Regions from separate parts of the Sus scrofa genome. Here region 2 is linked to region 1. Evidence: chromatin contacts called from public Hi-C data. All regions are on one chromosome and are shown on one strand. The core of a region is the stretch at or near the end of the contact, and the rest is flanking DNA. Distances in the headings are between cores, read along the strand shown.

Region 1 (3,805 bases), core at 701-3,200:
AAAAATAGAAAAAATTTTTTTTGGTTCAAAAATATCTGCTGCAGGAGTTCCTGTTGTGGTTCAATGGTAACAAACCCAACTAGTATCTATGAAGATTTGGGTTTGATCCCTGGTCTCACTCAGTGAGTTAAGGATCCAGCATTGCTGTGAGCTGTGGTGTAGGTCACAGAAGCGGCTTGAATCTGTTGTTGCTCTGGCTGTGGGGTAGGCTGGCAGCTGCAGCTCTGATTCCACCCCTAACCTGGGAACTTCCACGTGCTACAAGTGTGGCCCTAAAAAAGAAAAAAAAAATGTGCTGCAAATAACAGGAAGACCTTTTATTACATGAGGTTTTTTTTTTTTTTTTTCTCAACTGAAGACTAATTTCCTATAAGTGAAGAGATGGATTTGCTGTGTCATCATTTGGTGTAGACACTAGATTAACACTGAAATACCATTATATATGTTAGGAAAGGAGAATAAAAAGATTTTTTTTTTAAAGTAAAAAGGAATTATTTCTTGGATATTGGGTTTTTTTTTTTTCCCCCTCAAACTGAACTTTTTTTTGTGTGTGTTTTTAGGGCCGCACCTGCAGCATATGGAGGTTCCCAGGCTAGGGGTTGAATCAGAGCTGTAGCTGCCAGCCTATGCCACAGCCACAGCAAAACGCCAGATCCGAGCCGTGTCTTTGACCTACACCACAGCTCATGGCAATGCCAGATCCCTAACCCACTGAGCAAGGCCAGGGATCGAACCTGCAACCTCACGATTCCTAGTCGGATTCGTTTCTGCTGCGCCATGACAGGAACTCCTCAAACTGAACTTTTTAAACATTGTTTTCTTTCATTCTAGGATTGCTTTTTCCTCATATCCAACTAATGTTCTGCTAAAATAGGCAGAGAAAAATAGTCTGCCTTTAGAATATTTTTACATTCCATAAGTATTTATGGCACGGTAAAACTTTCATTCTGTTTCGATACTGTGAATGGAAATTGCTTCCTCATTTTTCTGTTATAATTTCCCTGGAGTGTGAATATTAGAGAAACTGTTGACATATCTATAAAGTGTTCTTAAACACACATTCAACCTCTGAGAAAAATATATTAAGTCTCTGGTTCCGAAATTGTGCACTGAGGCAGTCCAGGGGGGCCCACAGGGCCTACATGAGATATTTAAGAATTTTTGGGAGGGAGTTCTTGTCCTTGCTCAGCGGAAATGAATCTGACTAGTATCCATGAGAATGTGGGTTTGATCCCTGGCCTTGCTCAGTGGGTTAAGGATCCAGCATTGCTGTGAATTGTGGTGTAGGTCGAAGACTCGCCTTGGATCTGGCATTGCTGTGGCTGTGATGTAGGCCAGCAGCTGCAGCTCGGATTTGACCCGTAACCTGGGAACCTCCATATGCTGCAGGGTGTGGCCCTAAAAACAAAAGGAAAAAAAAAAAAAGGGGGCAAATAGCAACAATGGCCACCATATAACCTACTATCAAGGTAGCTTACGTTCAACTTTAGATTCTGCTATGTTGATTTTTACTACATATCTCTCTGAAGATGAGTATTTGGTGGTTGCAGTGATAAAAAGAAGATAGCACATGATAATCAAGTGGAACAGGAAATGAGGCTGATGGTTTCTAATCTGATTCTGAAGTTTGAGTGGATGGTGTTATATTAGGGTACTCCAGAGAAACAGAACTAATAAGATCTCTGTCCACACATAGCTGTTGATAAGAAGAAATGGATTTAGTGTGAGGGATTGGCAGGCTGAGAAGTCCCATGGTTCGCCTGTCTGGAAGCTGGAGGCCCAGCAAAGTCGGTGGTGCAGTTCTAGTCCAACCTCAGAGGCCTGAGAGCCAGGGCGTCAGCGCTCTAAGTTCCAGTTTGAGTCCAAAGGTCCAAGAACGAGGAGCACTGATGTCTGAGGGCATGAGGAGATGGATGGCCCGCTCAAGCAGAGAGCCGGTTTGCTCTCCCTCTGCCTTTCTGTTTCTGCTGTCCCTCAGCGGATTGGATGATGCCCACGTGGGAGAAGGTGATCTGCCTTCCTCGGTCCACTGATTCCAATGAGAAGAGAAACATCCTTCCCAACACACCCCAAAATAATATTTTGCCAGCTCTCTGCGCATCCCTTAGCCCAACTGACTCATAAAATTAACCATTATAGTGCCTGACAGGTACCTGTACCTCCCTGGTAAGTGTAGTGGTTTAAAAATATGTCCAGAATCATTCGACAACTTTTCTCTTAAGGGATGGAGACTAATTTCTCTCCTCTTGAATATGGGCTCTGGACTTAATAACCAGCTTCTGGAAAATAGAATATGGCATTAGTGATGGTGTGTGGCTTCCACGTCTGTGTTATAAAAGGCGTTGCATTCTCCTCCTTGCTGTGCTCTTGGATCACTCCCTTTCAGGAAGTCAGCTGCCAGGTTGTGAAAACACTCAAGCAGCCCTACAGAGATGCCCACGTGGTGAGGAACTGAGCCTGTTGTCCAACAGCCAACAGGGAACTGAGGCCACCTGCCACGCATCATGTGAATGACCCCTTTTGGAAATGGGTCCTCCATCTCCAGTGAAACCTCCAGGGGCTGCAGCCACAGCTCACATCCTGACTGCAACCTCAGGAGGGATACTGAGCCACAGCCACCCAGCTAAGCCCTCCAGGATTTCTCACCCCACAGAAAAGATGAGATAATAAATAACTGTTGTTTAAGCTTAAACCAAACTTGGGGGGTAGTTTGTTAGGCAGCAATAGATAACAGAGTAAGTGTGAAATCAAGAAATAAAATATTTTTTCTTTTTTTATGTGCTTCCTTTTTTTTTTTTGTTAGGGCCACACCCACGGCCTATGGAGGTTCCCAGGCTAGGGGTCTAATCAGAGCTGTTGCTGCCGGCCTATGCCAGAGCCACAGCAATGCCACGTTCGAGCCTCGTCTGCAACCTACACCACAGCTCATGGTAATGCTGGATCCTTAACCCACTGAGCGAGGCCATGGATCGAACCTGTAACCTCATGGTTCCTAGTCGGATTCATTTCTGCTGAGCCACGATGGGAACTCCTGTGTTTACTTTTTTCAAACAGCTATTAAGTTGTTGCAACCTAAATACTTCTTTGGTTGTTAAACCTAAGAACTTAGTACACAAACTTTGGGTTTTTTCCTTTCTTTTCTTTTTTTTTTTGGCCTGGCACATGATGGAAAAGTTACTGAGACACTATGGGTGCTGTGTACTGTCAGAGTTTGGAAAGCTCATCATTAAGTTAAAGATAGTTGATAACATTTTTCCTTTAATTTATTTAGGCAGATACCTTATTTTTTGAATGGAAAAATTCATTACTTTTGATATTTTTTTCTTATTATGTCAATGGAGCCATGAAAATGGAAAAAAAAATTACACGTAGAATTAACTTCTATCTAGGAAAGTGATTTGAGAGTAAATTGGTTAGTCTTCGATAAACATGAATGACATTTTTGGCTTATAGATATCACATATATAGGGGATAATATAAAATACGAGAATAAATTAACTTGTACATACAATGAAAAGTGGAAATCTTATGGATTTAGCCCTATGTGCCTTCAATGCGCAAATCTGTTTACTGGAAATAAGAAGAGATAAAGCTCCACCTAGTGGTAGCTGGTGATATAATTTAGAAAAGAATTGTAACAAGTTTCTTTACCTTGGGCCAGTGTTTTAAAGATATTTAACCTGTTTTTTTAACGTCATATACTATTAAACCCTTAATAATAACTTTGGATTTTAACCTTTTTTTTCTTTATCTTTTTAGGGCTCCACCCCTGGCATATGGAGGTTCCCAGGCTAGGGATCAAATT
Region 2 (3,805 bases), core at 895-3,394, 190 kb before region 1:
TCTTTATCATTAGATATTAAGCTATAGATCTCCTTTGGAAATGAATTTTCAGTCAAATACCTAAACATATACCTCCTTTGTTGGGAGTGAGTTGGGTGGAGGGTATTCCTCTCAAATCAGAAATAAGCAGGAAAACTGATCTTCGAACTGCCAATTTTTTGAATTTACATGTAGAAAATTTATAAATGATAATTTTTAAGTCAAATTAATAAGAAAAGCTGTAAAAAAATCAACGAAAAAACAAAAAGATTGTTTCACTAAATTAAAAAAATTGTTTTCATCTTATTGCTCATCCATCAAACACTGATAAAAAAAAGTGAAGTAAATTTTACTGATTAAAAATTGGAGTGTATTCAAAATTTTAAAACTGTCTAAAGTGATTGCAACATGAAGAAAATTTAAACCAGTTTTTTTCATCTGAGTTAGCGTAAATGAAATCTGGCTATTTCATGTTTACTAATATTGCTCAGTGATAACACATCATATGTAAAATCTGGTATTGATAGCTAATAAGATCCTTTGGTAAATAATTTTTTTTTTTTTTTTTTGGTCTTTTTTGTTGTTGTTGCTATTTCTTGGGCCGCTTCCGTGGCATATGGAGGTTCCCAGGCTAGGGGTTGAATCGGAGCTGTAGCCACCGGCCTACGCCAGAGCCACAGCAACGCGGGATCCAAGCCTCGTCTGCAACCTACACCACAGCTCACGGCAACGCCGGATCGTTAACCCACTGAGCAAGGGCAGGGACCGAACCCGCAACCTCATGGTTCCTAGTCGGATTCGTTAACCACTGCGCCACGACGGGAACTCCCTTTGGTAAATAATTTTGAAAATACCATTTGTGATGCTTGATAGTCACTGTGAAATCTTGTAGGGAATATACAAAAATTTAAAATATAAGGCCTGACGTAGGGATTTGGCATGCAGGTTCACCACAAAATCCCTCTCCCTAACAGAATTAGGAGTGCCAGTAAAAACATTTAAGTAGTATGGAGTTCCCCTCGTGGCTCAGTGGTTAACGAACCCAACGAGGATCCACAAGGACTCGGGTTTGATCCCTGGCCTCGATCAGTGGGTTAAGGGTCCAGTATTGCCACGAGTTGTGGTGCAGGTCACAGATGCGGCTCAGATCCCATGTCACTTGGCTGTGGTGTAGGCTGGAGGCTACAGCTCCGATTTGACCCCTACCCTGGAAACTTCCATATGCCGACTGCGGCCCTAAAAAACAGAAAAAAAAAAAAAAAAAAAGTTTAAATAGGAAACTATTAAAGATGATATCTATTTTTGAAGCATTTTAACTGTCTTTCGTTCGTTTTTAGGGCCACACCCATAGCACATAGAGATTCCCAGACTAGGAGTCGAATCAGAGCTACAGCTGCCAACCTGTGCCACAGCCACAGCAATGCCAGATCCCAGCCGAATCCATGACCTACACCACAGCTCACAGCAACACCAGATCCTTAACCCACTGAGCGAGGCCAGGGATTGAACCCACAACCTCATGGTTCCTAGTTGGATTCGTTTCTGCTGCGCCACGTCAGGAATTCCTTAAATGTTTAAAATATATCAATATACTTTCAGGGACTAGATTTTTTTTTCTTCTTGTGTGCTTTTTAGGGCCCCCCCTTGCGGCACATGGAAGTTCCCGGCTAGGGTCCAGTCTGAGCTACAGCTGCCAGCCTATGCCAGAGCCACAGCAATGCCAGATCTGAGCCACATCTGCAACCTACACCACAGCTCACGGGAACGTCAGGCACCAGATTTTTGATATAGAGTTAAGAACTTTCTTAGAATGTGACCTTATTGCTAGGAGTTACCTGGATTTTTTTCTTCTCCATAACCTACATCCTTAATATACAGATACTAAGTTTGCTTTTTTTGCAGTCAAGTGAAAACACTATTTTCAAAGCAATGCCAGCAGAATCATTTCCTCAGATATGGTGTCTTCATTCTCTCTAGTACAATCGATAATATACAATTTAATTATGAAATCAGCAACACAACAAGCATACATAGGCTTAGTAGTGAACAAGGCAATCACAGCCCACGGGGCCTCTATGGGCAGTGTGCTCTGCCTGGGACCACGATTAGGAGGGAACAGGGCCAGCCCAGGCCAATCTGTTTCCCTTGCAGGGCCTCCTCCCTGGCTGGTGTTGGGAGGAGAGTAGGAGGAGAGAGAACCACATCCCCTACCTCTTTCCTTCTTTCCTTTCATATCATTCTCTCAGGGCAGGACCGCCAAAGACTCAAGGTTCCTAGAAAGACTAGCCCAGGAATCAGGAGACCTGGATTTCATTCCTAACCGTGTGGCCTTGGGAAATCAAAACCTTTCTGAATCTTGACTTTTTTTCATAAAATGATATCAAACTACATAACATAGCCTATGGAATATCTTGGGGGCTTTCTTTGGTTTTCACCAAATGTGACCTACTCTGTAAGTTGTCTTCGCTTAACGCTAAATTATCATAATTCTTTTGCCCATAATATTGCAAAACTAAAAAAATTACAAAACCACAAAAACCAGACCTACATAAAACATGTTAGTAAAGCCCTGCTGGCTACTACACAGCACATCTTTGCCCTGTCCTGAATGTAACAGATGGTATCTTTCAGTCCAAAAGACATTGATTAGATTTCCTTTTATGTAATTATTTAATTTTACTTTCTGTTCTTTTGTTTCCGGGAACACATAAAATGTCTTTTGGTCAGTAGATCAAAAGCCTAGTGGAGGCTAAATGCTGATAGACTGTGATTTTCCAAAAGGTTGAAAATCTTGGTCACTGGTATGGTAGCTGCCCCCTGGTCTATAGTTTCACTTTCCACAGTTTCATTTATCCCACCCAACCACGCATGGTCCCAACAATTTTCCGTTTAATATTATTGTTATGAATAAACAATTCATAAGTTTTAAACTGCACACTGTTCTGAGCAGTGCAATGAAATATTGCACCATCCTGCTCCGTCTGTCCTGCTGGGGATGTGAATTATCCCTTTGTCCAGTGTATCCTGCCTGTTAGCCACTGCGTGGCCCTCCCAGTCATCAGATGGTACATTCATGTCGAAGTAACCCTTACTTTACTTAATAATGGTCCTAGAGCGCAAGGGAAGTGATGCTGGCAATTCAAACATGCTCAAGAGAAGCTTCCTTGAAGTGAAAAAATAAAAGTTCTCGACTAATAAGTAAAAAAAAAAAAAAATTGTGAGGTTTCGAAGATCTGTGATAAGAATGAATCTTCTATCCATGAAATTGTTAAGAGGGCAAAAAATTTGTGCTGGTCACATTTCAAACTGCAAAATTTATGGTCACGGTGCATGGTATTAAGTGTTTAATTAATGGAAAAGTATATTTGTCAAATAAGATATTTTAAGACCACATTCATACAACTTTTTTTTTTTGCTTTTTTAGGGCCATACATGCAGCATATGGAAGTTCCCAGGGCTAGGGATACAACTGGAGCTATAGCTGCCAGCGTATACCACAGCCATAGCAATACCAGATCCGAGCCCTGTCTGAAACCTACACCACAGCCACAGCAACGCTGGATCCTTAACCCACTGAGCGAGGCCAGGGATCGAACCCGCATCCTCATAGATACTAGTCAGGTTCATTACTGATGAGCCAAAATGGGAACTCCCCATATTCACGTAACTTTTATCACAGCTTATTGTTATAATTGTTCTGCTTTATTGTTACTGATCTCTTACTGTGCCTAATTTATAACGGAAACTATCATAGGAATATATGCACAGGAGAAACCTGCAGTTTTAAGCATCCACTGGAGTCTTAGAAGGTATCCCCACCCCTAGA

Evidence for each region. A called contact is a pair of places that touch in the nucleus more often than the background predicts.
Region 2: a contact with region 1 is called in a Hi-C map of omental adipose tissue, with 3 times the contacts expected there. The contact joins two enhancer-like sites. A contact is called at or near these places in 3 of 5 promoter capture datasets (fetal liver, fetal skeletal muscle and liver), 31 of 47 Hi-C or Micro-C datasets (adipocytes, adipose tissue, alveolar macrophages and 18 more) and 2 of 2 datasets of contacts at active chromatin or transcription factors (alveolar macrophages and skeletal muscle).

Annotation. Positions count from the first base shown.
Region 1 is chr13:182,007,331-182,011,135 of Sscrofa11.1, reverse strand. No RefSeq gene overlaps it. Among named protein-coding and RNA genes, the nearest start is that of CXADR, 130 kb to the left of the region's middle. Within about 2 kb of position 1,950, at least 3 of the 83 cell types and tissues checked have an H3K27ac peak or open chromatin away from gene starts, as enhancers often do. A contact at or near this core is called in omental adipose tissue, where this site is marked.
Region 2 is chr13:182,199,925-182,203,729 of Sscrofa11.1, reverse strand. No RefSeq gene overlaps it. Among named protein-coding and RNA genes, the nearest start is that of BTG3, 26 kb to the left of the region's middle. Within about 2 kb of position 2,144, at least 2 of the 83 cell types and tissues checked have an H3K27ac peak or open chromatin away from gene starts, as enhancers often do. A contact at or near this core is called in omental adipose tissue, where this site is marked.